Linked DNA regions of Zea mays: region 2 is linked to region 1. A link is a contact called in public Hi-C data. All regions are on one chromosome and are shown on one strand. The core of a region is the stretch at or near the end of the contact, and the rest is flanking DNA. Distances in the headings are between cores, read along the strand shown. Region 1 holds the start of LOC110485087. Region 2 has its middle 32 kb from the start of LOC103652174.

The links. A called contact is a pair of places that touch in the nucleus more often than the background predicts.
Region 2: a Hi-C map of tassel shows a contact between it and region 1, with 3 times the contacts expected there. The contact joins the enhancer-like site here to the promoter of LOC110485087 in region 1. A contact is called at or near these places in 3 of 25 Hi-C or Micro-C datasets (leaf, tassel and an unstated tissue).

Annotation. Positions count from the first base shown.
Region 1 is chr3:128,496,169-128,498,868 of Zm-B73-REFERENCE-NAM-5.0, reverse strand. LOC110485087 reads left to right here and starts at 1,351. Exons shown (of 2, transcript NM_001353000.1): 1 at 1,351-1,874; 2 at 2,555-2,700. The coding sequence starts at 1,435.
Region 2 is chr3:128,716,777-128,719,476 of Zm-B73-REFERENCE-NAM-5.0, reverse strand. No RefSeq gene overlaps it. Among protein-coding and RNA genes, the nearest start is that of LOC103652174, 32 kb to the right of the region's middle. Within about 2 kb of position 1,361, at least 8 of the 20 cell types and tissues checked have an H3K27ac peak or open chromatin away from gene starts, as enhancers often do. A contact at or near this core is called in tassel, where this site is marked.

The DNA.
Region 1 (2,700 bases), core at 102-2,601:
GAGCGCATTTTTTCAAAACCACAGTATTTCAAATACCATGGTATTTCAAAGCCATGACATAAGCTCAGTTTTAAATACCACAGTATCCAATACATAGAGGTGTTTGGGAACGTAGTTTTCAACCAAATCATAATGTGAAAAAGAAAGCTAAAACAAATTCTACTCCCAGCCACGTAATGCTTTCCCAATCAAAAAAGAACCTCCCAGCCTAGAGCGCACCTGTTGCAAATCAAAATAGCCAGTACATGTACATTAGAACAAGTTGTCATTGTTTTCCCAAGTGTTAAAATCAGAACAAGCTGTCATCGTTTTCCCAAGTTTTGAAATCATGTTGCTGGCTTTAAATGTCCAAGGTTCCCAAGAATTGACTACACGAGAGAAGAAGAGAAAAGTATCTTATTCTCTGCCTCCCATGTTTATATATATGTGTGTGAACCAGCCCATTCTAACTTTTACATTTATAAAGGTAGGGCTAGTTTGGAAACCCCATTTTTCTATAGAATTTTAATTTTCCCATAGGAAATTAGTTCATTTTCCCTTTGAAAAATTAGAATCCCTTGGAAAAACGATGTCCCCAAACTAGCCCGTAGTTAGGAGTTAGACGGAAAAAATAGCTGAAAAGAAAATTTACCTTATTTTGATAACTTATTCTTTTTCAATGATTGTAATATTAGCATGCAATGTAACATACACAAAACAAACTTACGCACATAGCATTTGTGAAACATAACATCTCTGAATAAAATTATGCACGAGATGGTGAAACAAACACAAGATTTATTATGACAAAAATACGCACAAGACTTGTGAAAGAAATTTGTGCACGCAAGATTTGTGAGTATAAATTACGTGTAAACAGATTTGTGGAAAAAACATACGCACTTGAGATTTGTGAACATAAGATCCTAGATCAGATCAGAAGAAGAGAAAACGTTAAAAAAAAACTGAAGAGTACAAAAAGGAAAAAAAAAGCACGGCAGCGTACTGCGCTCTGCAGCTAGCCAGTACAGGAATGAGAAAGGAGAACGGGCTGAGATATCACAAGGCACAAGCCATGCTGAGAAAGTGAGACGAGCGTTCGCTCAGGACGAATGACCGCTGAACTGGATTTGGGCTGTTTTGCTCACTTAAAGAGCCCAACTTCACCCAGATGGCCCATGAGAACCAGCCCACTCTTCTCCTCCCGCAGCCTCTCTGTCTCTCGCTCATTCCAATACACTGACACGACGGTCCCATCACTCATCGGACGGTTCAAACCAGCCGTGAACCTCATCTCCACCATCCGCCGTAGGGTAACCCTCCCCAAACCCTCACGACGCACTATATAATGCTCTCTCTTCTCTCTCGTCCAACGCTAGCCGCACCGCGCTCACTTCCGCACCCTCTTCCCGCCGCGCCGCCGCCGCCGCCGCTTCCTCCCCGCCGCCGGGCAAGATGGGTCGCGTGATCCGCGCGCAGCGTAAGGGTGCGGGATCCGTGTTCAAGTCCCACACCCACCACCGCAAGGGCCCCGCCCGGTTCCGCTCCCTCGACTTCGGCGAGCGCAACGGGTACCTCAAGGGCGTAGTCACCGACGTGATCCACGACCCCGGACGCGGCGCCCCGCTCGCCAAGGTCACCTTCCGCCACCCCTTCAGGTACAAGCACCAGAAGGAGCTCTTCGTCGCCGCCGAGGGCATGTACACCGGCCAGTTCGTTTACTGCGGCCGCCGCGCCACGCTCTCCATCGGCAACGTCCTGCCGCTCCGCGGGATCCCCGAGGGTGCCGTCGTCTGCAACGTCGAGCACCACGTTGGTGACCGCGGTGTCTTCGCCAGGGCCTCTGGGGACTACGCCATCGTGATCAGCCACAACCCTGACAACGGAACCTCGAGGTCTTAACACCATCAGCATCCCTCCTTTCTCTATTTCATTCGTAGGATGAGACCTGATGTGGTAGTTCGACTATGAGTACTTGTATCACTATCTGATATGTTAGGATTCATGTAGCATTCTGAAAATAGTTTAGCTCTGTTCTTGTGGCTTTAGATTTAGTATTTTTACAATTTTAGAACAAAACGCTTCGAATTGTGCTCTAGTATAGTAGACATATCTGCCACATTCTAGTTGTTTCGATAGGAAAGGTTTAGGAAGTTTCTTGCGTTATGGAGGTATATTTAGTTCTGTAGGCATTTGAAGTTGATTTGTTCGTATATTTTGTGATATTATTGTGCTGCTTTACACATCTCGATTGTTTATACTTATGAAATTGTAAGTTTTTTTCTCATCTGATGATGGCAGCCTTAATATTACATTTTTACAGCTGAACATATTGTAGAATACCTCCATTGTAGAATACCATGTAGATATTGCAAGTTCTTAAGGGTTGGTTTGGTGGACGGGAAATGGAGCCATGGATCCCCTCTGTTTTCCTGTCTACCAAAGCAGCCCTAATATTGCTGCCTATTGATGTTCTAATGTGGCAGAAGATAATATTGTTCTAGTGTAGTTGTCTATATATATATATTATAATCTATCCCAAACAATAGTTCCTAATTTTGCTCTGTTTTTACAGGATCAAGCTGCCATCTGGTGCCAAGAAAATTGTCCCCAGCAGCTGCCGTGCCATGATTGGGCAGGTTGCCGGTGGTGGCAGGACTGAGAAGCCGATGCTGAAGGCTGGCAACGCCTACCACAAGTACCGTGTGAAGAGGAACAGCT
Region 2 (2,700 bases), core at 112-2,611, 220 kb before region 1:
TCAAGAAGAGTGTACAAGACTTTGTTTCGGCATGCTCTATTTGTTTACAGGCCAAGCCCGACAGGAGCAGGTACCCAGGACTGCTCCAGCCTTTGGCTATACCCGACGGCGCCTGGCGGACAGTGAGCCTTGATTTTGTGGAAGGCCTTCCTCTGTCTCATGGCAAGAATTGTGTCTTAGTGGTGGTGGATAAATTTTCCAAGTTTAGCCACTTTATTCCCTTGCGACATCCATTCACAGCAGCATCAGTTGCTCATGTCTTCATGCAGAACATTTACAAGTTGCATGGTTTGCCTACGGCGATTATATCTGACAGGGATCGTATTTTCACGAGTCAGTTGTGGAAGACACTCTTTTCATTGGCAGGGGTTTCTCTCAACATGAGTTCTGCGTATCATCCACAATCAGACGGGCAAACTGAACGTGTGAATCAGTGCATGGAAACATATTTGAGGTGCTTTGTGAATGCTTGCCCCAGCAAATGGGTGGATTGGCTCTATTTAGCTGAGTTTTGGTATAATTTCAGTTGGCACTCAGCATTGGGTTTTTCTCCCTTTGAGGTCTTGTATGGTTACGCTCCTCGTCACTTTGGAGTAGAGTCTTCTGCTGTCTGTCCGATTTCCTCACTGCAGGAATGGATCGAGGAGAAGAAAGTCATGATGGATTTAGTCAAACAGCATTTGGCTCGTGCCCAACTTCGCATGAAGGTGCAGGCTGATAAGAAGAGGTCTGAGCGTTCCTTTCAAATTGGTGATATGGTCTATGTCCGGCTTCAACCTTATGTTCAGTCTTCGCTCGCCCATCGTGGTAACCAGAAGCTGGCCTTCCGTTTCTTTGGGCCCTTCAAGGTGCTGTCAACAGTGGGACCTATTGATTCACTGAACCGTGCCTTTTTCCTAGCAGATCGTGGGCAAAGCCGTATTAGGACCGAAGAGCGCTAAAAAATCTCCGAGTCTCCTCATCCCTTGTGCCCATGTAACCTTACTACAGGCAAGAATCCCATAAGCAACCAGCCTCTATTCGTATTCCAAAACAGCTTGTTGGCATGGTATATTACCACATTTTACATCTCGGACAGAGGTCAAATTCGAAGAAAGAAATGCAGTTCCAGTATTTTGGAAATGAAACAAAATTCTTCTGCTCTACAGGTTCCTTTTAAGCTGGATAGGGCGCCAGAAGGGCGTCCCTTGATCTAGTGGATATATATTTGACTCTTGTATCTACCTCCCATGCATGGGTGTGTGCCCGGGCGGGACGACAGCAAAAGCCAAATAATGCAATGAAGCGATCGACCACGGCTGTCTTGGTACGGCGCGTCCGGGGATCTTTCGAGGAAGCTCTGCCCCCCTGGCTCGCATTGGTTCTACCAAGCAAGCGTACCTTGTCCATGGTACGGTATTAATTGGCTGCCTGTGTATATATAGTATATATCAGGCGCATGCAGATCATATCCATAGCTCAGTCAGGCGCGCACGCTCAGACCTGCCGGACGGCGTTCCGAGAGTACGACGACGACATGGCGGCCGGCAGGAGGGCGATGCTCGCGCTCTTCCTCATCTGGGCTATGGCAATGCTTCTTTTCATGGCTACCCACGGTACGCCACTATCGGAATTCAGCTCTTTATCGAGTGTTGTCGAGTGCTAAATAATCTGTCGAGTATTTTTTTAGACACTCGACAAATAAGCTTTTTATCGAGTGTCAAATAATTTGCTGATTGTTTTCTTTCGGGCAATTGTCAAAAAAGCTATTTGCTGAGTGCACACGAATCCACTTAATTTAGATCTTGTTTAGTTATTAACCTCATGGACTGATGATACAGATTAAAAAAAATTATGAAAGATTTTGACTTGGTACTGATTTAAACTTATTCAGGCCTTGTTCGTTTGTACTGAATTGGTGGGTCAAAACGATTTCTAACCGAATTGCTTCTCTAATTTATATAAACTTTGATTAGCTGGAATGATCCCGGTGCAATCTGAGACAAACGAACAAGGCCTCAATTTGCTTCAATCCATATGGATTTGATAGGGAACAGAATGGACCCTTAATTTGCTCGCGTCCGAACCTAGTATTTTCTTCACTTTGCTACGCGCGCAAATGGGCTGTTATGAAAATGAAAATAGATTATACAGAATATCTAGAGGAATAGAATTAGCTGCTGTATTAATATATTAATGGAACCTGTGTTCAACTGAGAATTGTTATCAAACAATTTGAAAATGGGTCTTTTTTTGTTGTTTGTTTATATAATTAATTAATACTGCTGATAGATACTCTAGATAGGTATACGCGTATATATAGTTTGGACCTTTCATTCAATAATATACTTCTATCTATATTATATGGAAAACTGTTTTCCCCTTCTTTTTCACGTTCGCTGCTGGCTTTGAATTTGCAGCTCCGGCAGTACTCGGCGCCCGTGAGGACGCCGTCTGCTTTTGCTGCGCCGACAAGATATGGTGTACGTTCGACCCCAATTGCTGCTCGAGACCCCCACCAAGTGCAAACTAATACGTATAATCGTCTTTGGCTGCTTCTCTGAATTCGTTCTCTCTACCTGTTTCAACCTTCACCAGCCTGACTATGGATATGGATGAATGCATGCATGACGGTCGTTGATGGATGAATGTAAGGAATAAAAGATTTGATACGGTTACAAGCTAGGGGATAAGTATATCATGCATGCATCACCACGTTTG